Regions from separate parts of the Hordeum vulgare genome. Here region 1 is linked to region 2. The links are chromatin contacts, called in public Hi-C maps. All regions are on one chromosome and are shown on one strand. Each heading gives the region's core, a stretch centred on a gene start, on an enhancer-like site or on the middle of the called end of the contact. The rest is flanking DNA. Distances are from core to core; before and after follow the strand shown.

What was found. Hi-C and Micro-C count contacts between places; a contact is called where the count stands out from the background.
Region 1: a contact with region 2 is called in a Hi-C map of leaf, with 2.7 times the contacts expected there. The contact joins the promoter of LOC123400959 here to the promoter of LOC123404320 in region 2. A contact is called at or near these places in 2 of 6 Hi-C or Micro-C datasets (leaf and seedling).

Annotation. Positions count from the first base shown.
Region 1 is chr6H:511,406,345-511,413,763 of MorexV3_pseudomolecules_assembly, reverse strand. LOC123400959 (probable histidine kinase 6) reads left to right here and starts at 5,302. Exons shown (of 11, transcript XM_045094673.1): 1 at 5,302-6,472. The coding sequence starts at 6,161.
Region 2 is chr6H:511,228,661-511,235,876 of MorexV3_pseudomolecules_assembly, reverse strand. It overlaps LOC123404320 (endoglucanase 7-like), which reads left to right and starts at 1,432. Exons shown (of 4, transcript XM_045098244.1): 1 at 1,432-2,192; 2 at 2,770-2,970; 3 at 3,686-3,940; 4 at 4,029-4,916. The coding sequence starts at 1,716. The coding sequence ends at 4,691. LOC123404568 (dynamin-2A-like) reads right to left here. Exons shown (of 22, transcript XM_045098506.1): 21 at 7,108-7,216; 22 at 5,770-6,354. The coding sequence ends at 6,134.

The sequences.
Region 1 (7,419 bases), core at 4,053-6,552, 170 kb before region 2:
CCCTAGTTTATGCGTTATTCCCTAAGGGGCTGATTTGGATCCATATGTTTCAGGCTATGGTTAGATTTATCTTAATTCTTCTCTCGTAGTTATTGATGCTTGCGAGAGGGGCTAATCATAAGTGGGGTTGCTTGTTCAAGTAAGAACATCATCCAAGCATCGGTCCACCCACATATCAAATTATGAAAGTAGCGAACGTGAATTAACTAAACATGATGAACGTGACTAGACGACAAATCCCATGTGTCCTCGAAGCACCTTGCTTTATATAAGAAAACTTTTAGGCTTGTACTTTGCTATAAGAAGGATTGGTACTCCTTTTCTACTATTGTTATTTTTTACTAGCTAAGAATTATCTCACTACAAAACTATCTACCACTGTTACTTTCAACACTTGTAGAGAATACTTTGTTGAAATCCGCTTGTCATTTCCTTTTGTACCTCATTGGGTTCGACACTCTTACTTATGGAAAGGACTATAATTGATCCCCTATACTTGTGGGTCATGAGTACCTTGAAGGGAGAGTTGTCCACCTTATTTGGGTCTTGTCAAGGTGGGTGTGCTCGAGGAGTTAGACGCGGTTTCAACGTGGTAGGAGTGGCAATTTGTTGCATGTAATCTATAACACTTTGAGGTGGATGCGATTCTCCACCCTCTCTTCTTTAATTTATGATACGCGCAGTCGTGTGTATTCAAAAAAAGATGGTAGATCTCCAAAATCTGTTTAGCTAGATTTAGGGTGGTCACCTAACCTTCTTTCCCGACTTCTTCTTCCGAGTCGATGGTATGTGGTGATCGCTATAGTCGTCGTCTTTTTGCTCTGGTTGACGACTTCCTATTGTTCTGTCAATGATGTTTTCTTGGTTGGTAAAGTGTTTCAAAGTAGTGGCGGTATCACTCTTCGCTCATGACGAGTTGTCGCGACTACAGGTGGAAGACGACGACATCTAACTGATTGATTTCATGGGCTTACAAAATCCCACATGGGACGATGAACACGAAGACAGAAAACTATGATTATACAGATTAAAAAAGAGAAAAACCAAGGATGATCAATGCCTAGCAGCTACTGGGTCAACAAACATGACATAAGTGCGCACTTTTCGAAAGTGGATACAACCACACAAACTTGAAACCATGCACATAGTGGGCAAGCAACCAAGATGTCAAGAATCGTTTGTGGAGCCCGAGACGTCGGTCAACACAAGGGTGACATAGTTGCATATCAAACTAGCAAGAAGAGACACTACAATCAAAATCCCACCTGGAAACACTATGGCGATCCGGTGCAAAGTGTATGTTAGGGTGTGGTTTGTTCGAGAACAAAGTGGAATAGAATGTCATGGTTCCATGACATTCCATTCCAGTAGAATGGATCGGTTCCATTTGTATGTTTAGTAGAGAAATTTGGTAGAATGGAACGGTTCCATTTTAATGTTTAGTTAGAGAGACCAAATAGAATGGAACAGATCTTGATACGCGTACTTGCTGCTGATTGATCTTGGTCGCCATCCAGCCAAGAACTCGCACCAACGTTTGCGTGAAGAAAGATGGTGGGCGAAAGAAGTGACCTAGTCATCTGGGCTGGTGGTGCTGCGTGAAGAAAGATGGTGGACGAGAGGCGCGGTCGATGGCGCAGATCGAGCGAGAGGAGCAACGACTGGGTGGATCGGGTGAGAGGAGCAGCCGGCGGCGCGCGTGGAATGAGCGACGGGAGCAACCGGCGGAGGGTGTGGATCGAGCGACGGGAGCAGCCGGTAGTGCGGATCGAGCGACGGGAGCGGCGCAGATCGAGCAAGGTTGAGGCGAGCTCTCGTGTGCGAGAGGAAAGTGTGAGAGGAGAGCAACAAGCATTCCACGTCGTTCCACTGATTCGGAGGAACGAGCGTGTGACGGACCTGGGTCGAATATTCTCTTTGTGGGAACGAGTGGGTTCCTAATTGTTTATCATCCAAACACGAGAACACGGCCTAGGAACGGGTCGGACCTGTGACATTCCATGCTATGACTGAAACCAAACACACCCTTAGTGCTGAGTCTGGATGTGGCCACCCCTCGTAGCGATCTGGATGTGTCCACCCCTAGACAAATACAACACAAACCTTCACCTACAATGACATGACCATAATAAGCGCCACCATCTCCATCAATCTTTACCCAACCATCCACACCGTCAGCCTACATCACCTACACTGCCACTCCACACCACCTCTACACCGACATTAGGTCAATAGTCTCCCCTGCGAGACCTAATTTCAAAATTATCCCCCAGGGGGAACACGACACGTAGCACCACCATCATCAGATTCAGGCAAGCCCGAACACAGGGTTTCCTCAAAGCATTCTAGGAGGGGAGTCGAGGATTGCAAGGTCGATGCCTTCAACAAGGGATCGACACCGTCGTCATTGGCTATGACAACAGTCAAGACTTGGCTTTTGCCGGCAGTCCATGCCCCCCGCCCAAAACAAGCATGGATGGTCCACCATGCGGACCACCATTGCCAACTAACAACCAAGGGGTTCACCAGTACTAGCGAAACACCGTCATATGTGAGAGAGGAGGATGGCCGCTACACCTGAGGTCGGGCCGCAACACAGATGCCATGTTGTTTGGATCGTCACGTTGTGCGGAGATGTAGACGCTGAAAGGACCGCACTGTCATTGCCCAACAACGACTCCACCCGCCATCGTCCCTCGCTCCTTCCCGAGCTCCGGACTTCCGTGGCAGTGATACGGGAGGGAGGAGATGGTCGCTAAGAGCAACTCCAATCGTGCGACCCATTTCGTACGCGTGTGTGTGTTTGGGTTGCCATGCACACAAAAGTTGGCCCAACGCGCCGACCCAAATGGAGGCACGTCCCTTTTTTGTCCGTCCGCGACCCATTCCAAGCCCAAATTTGGGTGGCATTTGCGTCACCGTGGAAATGAAGTGGACATGCGCCTCGCCCACCCATCTCTTCCCCTGGCCTACCAGTCGGTGACACGTACGCTGGTCTCCTTTTCCTCCTTCACCTCCAAATCACCCGACCGCCCCGCCCGGCCCCCGCCTCCCACCCCCGCCACCCGCTTTCGCCGTCGCCGCCAGCCATTCGCCCCGCCGACTCACCTTCCGGCAGCCTTGTCTCCTGCGACTGCCGCCTAGCTCTGCCACTTTCTCTCGACGGGAGGCTCCTCTCCGGTCGGAGTCTTCCACAACGCGCCGCAAGGTGTTCGATGCTTTGCCCAAGATACAAATGAGCTCCAATGATGAGTACCTTTTCTATAACGTTCTTTTGGACTCGGATGATTCTTCATCTGATGATGAGGAGATGGTGGCAGTTGCATTGGTCGTCCATGACCATGTAAGTATGGAGCGACCACAGTTTAAGGGCTCCATGCGGGGGCACACATCGACACTGAATCGCAACCGGGAGAGTGGCTATTTCCTACTCTGGAAAGACTACTTCGAGACCCCAAATCCGCTCTTCAAACATCACTTGTTCCGCCGTCGTTTTCGGATGGCTAGACATGTTTTCAACCGTGTTCGAGTGGGGTGGTTGAGTACGATAACTATTTCGAGTGCAAGACGGATGCCCTTGGAAAGATTGGCTTCTCTTATAAAAAATGCACTGCTGCTATTCGGATGATTGCATATGGAGTCCCCGACGATCTCATTAATGAGTATGTTCGGATGAGTGAGCTCATCTCCCTTGATTCCATGTATAGATTCTTCACGGCTGTCATAGATGTGTTTGGGCCAGAGTACTCGAGAGAGCCAACAATTGTCGATACATCACAGTTGTTGCCGATGAATGCTAGTAGGGTGTTCGGGGGATGTTTGGTAGCATATATTGTATGCACTATAGGTGGAAGAAGTGCCCTTCTCCTTGGCAAGGGTAGTATAAGGGCCATGTTCGAGCTTGCTCTGTCATACTTGAGGTCGTGGCTTCCCAAGATGTCTGGATTTGGCACGCTTTCTTTGGTATGACCGGATCTCACAACGATATCAATGTGCTCCAGCGCTCTCCGATGTTTGCTAGGATGGCAGAAGGCAATTGCCCAGAGGTCAATGTTGAGATCAGTGGCCACCAATACACCAATAGATACTATCTAGGTGACGATATCTATCCAACTTGTCTACCCTTGGGAAGACAATCTCCAATCATGTAGGAGAGAAGAGAAAGAGATTTGTCCAAGAGCAAGAGAGTGTTAGGAAAGATGTAGAGCGTGCCTTTGGCGATCTTCAATCTCGATGGGACATCGTTCGATATCCTGCTAGAACATGGAGCACGAAAAAACTATGGAAAGTGATGACAGCTTGCGTGATCATGCATAACATGATCATTGATGATGAGCATTCAGAACGTCCCTGTGATCTAGGATTTGAGTTTGAGGGTGATAATGTTGTGTGTGAGCATGGAGGAGAGTCAAAGTTTGCACAGTTCGTCAAGTTTCATCATAAAATGCGTAATTGGGATACTCACATGCAGCCGCAAAATAATTTGATTGAACATATATAGATTCATGTCGGTAACCAGCAGATGTATCAGTAACCTTTTTTTTTAAATGTATCGACTATGAGATATTTTTGTAATTCTTAAACTATGATGTAGTATTGGATATTTATTAATCTATAAATAAATTTTATTTTATGTAATATTTATCAAAGCGTTAAAATAATAACCATAAGTTTACCGCGCGGATGAAAAATGGAATGACATGTTGGACGTACGGTCGATCCATTTAAAAGAAACGAACGAACCGATTCAAACGGATAAAACACGTCGGTTTGGATCCCAGGATTGGAGTTGCTCTAAGGTGGAGGCGAGGCGCCGTGCTTTGCGTTGAACGGATGGATAAACCCCCCTGCATGAACATTTCGGTGTTCAATCACGTATACACAGGAAAACCCACACATGCTGACACTTCGGTCGTTTCGCGATGTGACCGCTCCGTACATCCGTCCATCGCTGTAACGGGACTACTTTAGCTTGCGTGTCGAGGGAGAAAGGAAACGACGGCCACGAGGGCGACGAGATGAGGCAAGGGAACAAAAAGGAGACCCCGCCCGAGACCGATGTAGGGGGCCGGCCGCTTTGCTTCTGCTTCTGGCCTTGTGTGTGTCCCTCTGTGTGTGGATCAGACGCAGACGCAGACGCAGACGCAGACCCAGACGACCCAGACGGACGCGGACCACGGGTGGGTTCGGCCACCCCGCACTCCGCCCCCGCTTGTCCGCGCCACGTGACCCAAAAGGACTCCGCAGTTGGCAGACCCCCCCCCCCCCCCCTGTTCCTCCTACTGGCTGGCTCTACCTTGCTAGCAGCCACCCCACCCCACCCGCCTTCTTCCTCCCTCCCTCTCCGCTGGTTCCCTCCTCCCCCGCCACGGTCGCTGTCGCGGGATCGCCACCACGCCGAGCCCCCACTCCCCACCGCCCGCAGCTCTCTCCCCAGGCTCCAGCTCCAGCAGATCAGCAGCAGCGGCAGCAGGAGGAGTAGGCCGCAGCGGCAGCGCCCGTCCAGCTCCGCCGCCGCGCGCGGCCGTCGATCTCCGCCAGGCCAGCCTTCCGCCCTCCCCATTCCGCCCACCCGCCAAATAGAGCCCCTACGCGCCTCCGCCCCAGCCTAGCCAGCTCCCGCTTCGTTCGCCGCGCCCGCGACCGCCGCTCCAGCATCGCAGGAGGGCCGCGACCGCCGCTTAATTGCCTTGCCGGGGGACGCCACGCGGCGGGCCTCGCCCCGAACATTTCCCGCAGAGAAAAGCTTAGGGGTAGCAGCCTGGTGGGATTCCTCCCCAATTTTTTAATCGGTTTCGGCAGCCAACGGCGAGCCCGCCCAGCCCAGCCCAGCGGCCGGAGGTAGGGGAGGAGCAGTGGAGTAAAGAAGCCGGATTTTATTAATGCAGGTTTAGCGAGCGGGCGGGCTAATTATTTTAGCGCCGCTGTCTCGGCTGGGGACTCGCGAAAGCTTCGGCTCTTTTGAGGAGGCCCCCCGCTCCCTCGCCGCCTCCTCCGCCCAACCCCAGCCCAACCCCTCCGCGCCGCGGCCCCGCTCTCTCCCGCTGGGAGCACTTGTTTTCTCCTGGGTACTCGTACCAGTGCTCGCTTTCGCTGGGGCCGGGGCCGAGGCCGGTGGTCGTCGCGCATTCCCACAAGCATATGTTGCGCATTGCGCGGGATGGGGAGCAGCAGTAAATCGGGGGGCATGGAGGACAAGGGGGGAGGGATGGGCAAGTACGCGGCCAGGAGAGGTTGGAGGCGCCTGGCGGCCGTCGCCTGGGTGGCGGCGGCGGTGGCCTGCTCGGCCTCCGTGCACTGGCAGCTGCGCGGGGAGACCATGGAGCGCGCCGAGCAGCGGCTCGTCAACATGTGCGAGGAGCGGGCCAGGATGCTGCAGGAGCAGTTCGGCGTCACCGTCAACCACGTCCACGCGCTCGCCATCCTCATCTCCACATTCCACTTCGAGAAGAACCCCTCCGCCATCGACCAGGTGAGCAACCAACATACTGCTAGCAGGGACCGCCGATTTGTTTCTTCCCCTTCCTCGATTCATGCATTCCATTCCTTCATTCCTTCATTCATTCCTATGTCGCCGCGTGCTTCCAATCCTGCGGCAATGGCGGGCTCCAGAAATCCTAAACAACTACTAGTACAAGTAAACATGGTTGTTGTTGCATTTAAAAAAAAGCATATTTCCTCGTGGTGGCTCGATGCTTACAGAGTTGCAGGCTAGTCGTTTAGCGGCACATTATTGTTTTAGTCGGTTCGTTGTGGGCCTCTTGATCTTTGAATATGAATATGTGGCACTCTTGCAGCGGTTGCGTTTTTTTTCTCTATGCTGCAAGACACAGTCAGAGACGTCTCTGAACTGCTAAGCTGGTACAAGAACACGAAGAAGAACATTGCTTTGTTTGTTTTTGGAGTGGTTAATGGTTGGGCTTAGGCAATGCTTGACCGACTCTTTTTGTTTATGCTGAGAAATGTCGCCAGCGTAGCATAGCAATGCAGTGCTGGCTGCGGTTGTCCGGTGATGGGTTCTTGATCCTACTTTCTTCTCTTAAAATACTCCCCTAAAGGTGCCCTCTTTTGGGAATTCCGAGCCCGCTGCTTTTGTTGATTAAGTGGTAGCTTTAGACTTTTAGGAGTACCTTGGCAAGGCAATATGGTATTTGAAGCCACATTCTGGTTGTTGCAACAAGCAACAATGAGTAGCGTCCTAATTTGGTTGGTAGCCCTAGTTGCCATCTTTTTTTTTTTAGATAATGGCCCTAGTTGAGTGTCTGGTTTGTTGATGATTTATTTTTTGCTATAATAAAAAATCACATGGATCAAGTGCAGTTTTAACTTTATCTGTTCTTACTTTCTTGGATGCTCTTGGTCATTCAATCTTAAATCTATCAGTTTGCTGCTGGTGTGTTTTACTCTTAATAAATTTTG
Region 2 (7,216 bases), core at 183-2,682:
TTTGGTCTAGCCGGCCTCGCGGCGTTTGCCTTGATGAGATGGCCATGATGATCTCAAGACTATGCAAGCGCATGTTGGTGGGCGGCAAGTATGATGGAGCCAACGGTTGGTCTTGAGTGTGGGTGTGTGGGGATTGACGGAAATCGTTGTCGGTTCATGCCGGCACTAACGTGGTGATGCCGGCGGGCGTTGCCTCCCTTCTTGAAGGGTGTCGGGTGTACCCTCTCCCCACTCCTCTCCGTGTACCGGGAGAAATTCTAGGATCCGTTCGGACAGCAGCGTCGTCGTCACTATTCTTCATGAGGCCTTGTTTGGCACAAGTGGTTTTCAAGCCCCCAAGAAGGTGGGGATTCCAGGGGATTTGGTGAATCCCCCTCTTCCACCCAATTCCCTTGAATCCCCGTTGCACAAGTTTCACTAGTACTCCCTAGATGCTTCAAAACTCTGTGGATTGGGGGGATTTTGGTGGTTCGAAGGGGTTTGTACATCACAAACCCTTTGTACCAAATGAACTCATGGGGAATTTTGGGGTTTTCTGTCCCTGCGGGGATCATCCCTTCTGAACCCCTCCAACCCCCTTGTGTCAAACGAGGCCTGAAGGTGTTGCTTGGTGCACGACAATTCGTAGACATAGGAGTATGGTGGAATTCTCTGGAGGGCGTCGCACTTACGGAAAATCATCGTTTTTGTCAATCCGACGTTGTTGGCATTTGTTTCTCCTGTTTTTCTTTTTGTGTGTTCTTTTTTTTAGGCTTGAGTGTGTTATTTGTCCAACAATGGTATAACGGTTGTATTGGATGATTGCTATATTAATATAGCGAAACGGAAGTCTATTTCTAAAGACGCCTTGGTCAAAAACAGTAGTATGCCGACACAGTTTCTCAAAGACGTTCATACGAATAAGGTATACGCGTTTTTTTTTTTTTGAAAAAGAAACGAGTCATCCTTTTCATCAGACCGGTCGAGTGACCTTAGATACTTACCTGCTAAGATTTCACAGTGGAATGAAAACCTGTTACGGGCCACCGGCCGGCCGGTGGACCGGCGACTTGGCCCGAACGAACTACTACGCCGGTCTCACGCGCGTGCTTCGTCCATGTGTTGGTGCTCGGTGGTACGTGTCCGGCTGGCCCCAACCGATTCACGTGTACACGCGCGCGCGCGCTCTGAAAAAAGCACGTACATCCCCGGTCAAAATCTGCTCCGCTTGCGTGCGTCGTCGTTAACCCAAAACCCAACCCAACCCAATCATCTCAATCTCCCCCTGCCTCACCAAACAAATCGATACGATACAAATACAAAACCCGAACGAGTCCACCCCCCTCCAACTCCAAAAACGCGCCCAAAACGCAGCCGCGCTCGTTTCTTTCCTGCCTGCTCCTCTCTTCTCTTGCTATCCACCTCCTGAGTTTTATATTCCCCCCGTCCCGGCCCCGGCCCGGCCGCCGAACCAGTTCAACGCGCTGCGCGTGCGTGCGCCGGACCTGGACGCCGGCCGCGAATATAAGCGCGCCAAGCCACGCCCCTCAGGTTGGAGGACACTGCCCTGCTCGCCACACAGCCTAGCCCACAACGGCGGCAGAGATATATACGCAGATCATCACACACACACCAACACCTACGCTCGCACACAGGCTAAGCTAGCAGAGCCGGCAGAGGGCGCGCTCCGGGCGCATGCGAAGTTGCCAACGATCCGAGGAGCATCTTCTTGCGCCATGAGATCGGGGAGGGGCACCGCAGCCGCGGCATGTCTCCGGGCCGCGCTGCTGCTACCGGCGCTGCTGACGATGCTGATCGCGGCGGCGTCGTCTTCGGCGGCGGAGGGGGGCAAGAGCGGGAGCGGCAAGGCGCACAACTACGAGGAGGCGCTGCGGAAGAGCCTGGTCTACTTCGAGGCGCAGCGGTCGGGGCGGCTGCCGCACGGGCAGCGCGTGCCGTGGCGCGACCACTCGGGCCTCACCGACGGCCTGGAGCAAGGGGTGGACCTGGTGGGCGGCTACTACGACGCCGGCGACCACGTCAAGTTCGGCCTGCCCATGGCCTTCACCGTCACCATGCTGTCCTGGAGCATGATCGAGTACGGCGCCGACGTCGCGGCGGCCGGCGAGCTCGCGCACGCGCTCGAGGCCATCAAGTGGGGCACCGACTACTTCATCAAGGCGCACACGCAGCCCGACGAGCTGTGGGCCGAGGTACGTACCTACATGCCGACGAACGATCTCGTGTCACCTCGCCTCGGCTAGCTGTGTTCTTCCGTTCAGACACGATCGATCATGACCATGACATGCATATGCAAATGAGACCGACCAGTTCCAAGCCAAGCTAGCTGTTGCGCACGCAAGAAAGAGAGAGGGAGAGACCAATTCAATCATGCACACCTAGCTACCTTGTTGCACTTTGATCGATTACTTTTTTTTCATGAATTATGTTATAGATACCCTATATCTTTTTTCTGTAGAAAGATCGATTATATATTGTATATATAGGAGTATTTTCTGGTTGGGGAAGAAAAGAAAAAGGGGTTCTTTCTGGTGAATAACAACAAGCGTGTTAGGTAGGCGGCCAGTTTGATTTGATGAACGTACGTACGAACGAACGAACGAACGGCAGCACTAAACTATGCGTGTTTTTTTCTTTCTTCCACACATGGCGCGCATAGGTTTCAAAAAAGCTTTCGTCGGTCCATGCATCCGAACCGTCTGATCAGTTTCCTTTTTTATTTTTTGAGCTGGAAATAATCTCCTTTTACTTGCAACACAACAACAACAGGTGGGAGACGGCGACACGGATCACTACTGCTGGCAGCGGCCGGAGGACATGACGACGTCGCGGCAGGCGTACAAGGTCGACCGCGACCACCCGGGCTCCGACGTCGCCGGCGAGACGGCCGCCGCCATGGCCGCCGCCTCCATGGTCTTCCGCAAATCCAACCCGCACTACGCCCACCTCCTCCTCCACCACGCCCAGCAGGTACATACATACATACATACATACATACATACTCGACACACACACACACACACGTATACATTGACGTACGCGGTGCATGCAAGGTCCTATGTGGAAAAATGGAACGGAAAAAAATATCGGTGCAAGTTTGGAGCTTCGTGTAGCACCAGTCTGTCCGCGTACTGGATTTTGGAACATAGCGCGCGTATTGGTAGCTTTGGTCAAGGGGGGTGCCGGTCTTTTCATGGGCGGTGTTCTTTTCTTGTGCCGCACATGCCAAGTTGCCAACACCTCAACACGATCGACGTCGATCCATCGTAGGGGCTGGCTGCCGTGTGGGGCCGCCGGAACGCAACCTCTATCTGGTGGACGGGGGTCATGGGAAACTTTCCATTTGCTGCCTGCCTCCGGCCATGCATGTATATATGATTAGGTGGCCAGTTCAATCAATCACATGCTTAACTGGGAACATTATTAGGAAGCGGTCGTCGTGTCATCATCATGTGCTAATTGAACCGCTCCGTATTCACACCCACTGACCTGGCCACCCACCTGCTGCATGCTCTTCAAGCGTCAACTATAAAATGCGTCAATGAATGATACGATACGTATGCAACCTTAATTATCATTAGGGCTTTCTTAAATAATTTATGAACAAACCAAACTAACAGCGTTACAATCTTAGTTGTTGTTGGCTGATCATGTTTACTTTGGCTTTTTGTGAACGTGCGTGCAGTTGTTCGAGTTCGCGGACGGGTACAGGGGCCAATACGACAGCAGCATAGCGGAGGTGAAGAGCTACTACGCGTCGGTGAGCGGGTACAAGGACGAGCTGCTGTGGGCCGCCCTGTGGCTCCACCGCGCCACCGGCAAGGCCAGCTACCTCGACTACGTCGTCGACAACGCCCACGACTTCGGCGGCACCGGCTGGGCCATCACCGAGTTCAGCTGGGACGTCAAGTACGCCGGCGTCCAGATCCTCGCCGCAAGGGTACGTAAGCTATCATGCATGTGAAGGATCGATCACTAGACGGCCGGCCGGTCACTGACGAGGAGACCAAATGATTAATTAATTGCAGCTGCTGCTGAGGGGAGAGCACACGGCGGAGCAGAAGAGGACGCTGGAGCAGTACCAGGCCAAGGCGGAGCACTACGTGTGCGCGTGCCTGGGCCGGAACGCGGCCGGCGGCGAGGACGCCAACGTGGAGCGGAGCCCGGGAGGGATGCTCTACATCCGGCAGTGGAACAACATGCAGTACGTGACCAACGCGGCGTTCCTGCTCTCCACCTACGCCGACTACCTGGCGGGGGCCGGCGTGGGGACGGTGGCCTGCGCCGGCGGCGAGACGGCGGGCGCCGGCGAGGTGGCCGCGCTGGCCAGGGCGCAGGTGGACTACGTGCTGGGCAGCAACCCGAGGGGGGTGAGCTACCTCGTGGGGTACGGCGCCAAGTACCCCGCCAGGGTGCACCACCGCGCGGCATCCATCGTGCCCTACAAGCACAGCAAGCAGTTCATCGGGTGCACGCAGGGGTTCGACCACTGGTTCGGCCGCCGGAGCTCCAACCCCAACGTGCTCGTCGGCGCCATCGTCGGCGGGCCCGACCGGAGGGACAGGTTCAGGGACAACCGGGACAACTACATGCAGACGGAGGCGTGCACGTACAACACCGCGCCCATGGTCGGGATGTTCGCCAAGCTCAACCGGATGGCCAGGGAGGAGAAGGTGGCGGCCGAGGTGTAAATGGATTAGATAGGGGTTATAGGTCCAGGGGGCTGTACAATTTTCCCCATTCTTTTGTTCATTTTTCTCTCCTTCTTTGGAGGTTTCTTGATACACAGGAAGGATGGAGATGGGTGTAGAAATACGAGGAAAAAACAAAGGGTGGAGGCATTCACATGTGACATGCAAATGTAAATTCGCTGCCTGTACATACGAGAAAAGGAAAATGAGAATTCAAGTTATACATCGGTGATTCTATCGAGTTTGCTTAATAATTGTCTACGCTTGGATATGTTATCGCTCGTCAACAGGGGATAGATCAACAGCAAAGCACGAAAGAAGGCCCACGGCACCACGATGTCATTTTTCTTTCTTTATCTAGAGATCATCCTTGATTCTGATTACGCGGGGCTGTTATTTCAAACATTCTGTCACCTGCACCCCTTTAATAGCTTGAAGAGAGCATTATATAGTGATTACTGAGCTGCTGCAGACTAGAGCAGACATTGTTTTTCGAAAGAGAGGACAACAAATGTGCTCATAAACTAGCTAACATTCTCAAATCAGTGGTAGAGGGGCCATCTTTTTGGGCCAACTATCTCTGGATCTGGAATTGCTGGTGCTATCTGATTGTAATGATGGTGATGTTTTGTTAATATAATTGCAATATTTCTCTAAAAAAACTCAAACATGGTTATTTCAAACAAATAAAAAATGATTTTTTATTTTGTTTCGTTGTTCACTCGAACGCATGTGATCTCAAGAGCAAAGTTGAATTTTCGTAACCAGTTTCTTTTTCTTAGTTCCCCATACAATCATTCGAGATTCTAATTGGGGTCTGCTATCTTTAATCCCAAAATTTTGAATCAGGGAACTAATGCCCCTAGGACAGCAAGAGAAAAACTAGGAAATTAAAATCCAAGGATGAAGCAGTTACAGAGGTGGCCAGAAGAACACATAAACGGTATGAACAAGAATGCTCAAGATTTTATCGTGGCCAATCAAAGAATGATGATCCAGATCCCTTGCATACAATACCAACCAGATCCCTTGCATACAATACCCAACATATCAGCTCGAATTAAAAACACGAATCTCGTGAGGTCAAAAAGAATGGAAGGAATATAATACACCAATGGGTGAAAATGATACATTGCAAGTTTGATGGAAGACTTACAAGTTACAACAACAGAGTTCAGAACCAAGATCAACTGATATGTGGCAACAAAATCTCACAGGCCGAGAGAGCATCAGACTGATCAATATAGCAAAATGATCGCGTAACAATCACCATACATAACCTACATATTTCTATAAACAACTGAGGTCCTCTGGATACACACCATTCATGCGATCTCTCGCCAGCTCTCTATTCTTCATCCCAGTCTGTTTTCCCATCAATATCACAAGGGAGTGAGAGCATGCCATGAAAAATATGATTCTCACATTGCCAATCAACATCCTTAGTATTTCGGCGGTGCAGGTGGCAACCGATTTGGTGTGCGTCGGCTGCCTGAATTGGCACCATTGGCGTCCCCATTTTCATACCGCCGGCCCCGACTGTCAGCACTTCTCGATCTTGACTCGTTCTGTGAACTGGATCGGTCGGCAGAGCCATTTGCTGCAGCACTGAAGGCAGACCTCCAGTCCTCACCCGACTGGCTAGGGCTCTGTGGGCCACTCTCTGCAAGTGATGTTTCATTTCGTCAGGGTAAAGGTTTGATTTGTGCACCAGTAAAGCAGAATAAAATGAAGAAAATTATATCCCAGGGGTATTACTAATATCTGTAATCACGTCTTAGAATAAAAGGCGCATGTAAATTCACCTCTCCTTTGCCTTCATTTATTTCCACCCTCTCCTACATAGCCTCCTTTATTTTATCTCTAGTGCCCAAGACATTAATATCATGGGCAGTATGGTAGCATCCCTTTAGATGCATATTTTATCTTACTCAGTCGGTGATAGCTATCAATACAAAATAAAATACAATCGAGATATTTTAAAACCAAGGAAAGAATGTTTAGCAACTCAAAACTAGCATGCTCACGAGTGGGGACCACAAGGCCCTGAACCTAACGCAAGCATATTGTCCCTCCTAAGTTTTGGCCAAGGATGTGTGCCACCACAGCCCAACCTCGATATAACAAATTTGAGCTTTGAACCAAGTACCTCACCTGGTGTGAAACGCTCTACTGTAGTATTCCAGGTTTGTTTGCATATAAAACAGGTCTGAATTTTTTGCAGACGCTATGTAAAACAAGCGAAAAGGTGCATCCCCCCCCCCCCCCCCCCGGATGAATTATTTTGAGGGATTTTAATGCTTAACTTCTATATAGTTTAATAAGTTCTAGGTCTCATTTGCATCGACCAATATTGAGGTTTCGGCTGGCTGCTGATACTGAAGTACGAAACAGATAATTGAAATAACCCGCTTACCTGGACCAGAAGTATCGTCAGAATATGATGCAGCTGCAGCTCTGTTATCATGGACACTGAGCTGACGAGTAAGTTTCGACAGAAGAGTCGATTGTTTTTGGGCCTTTTC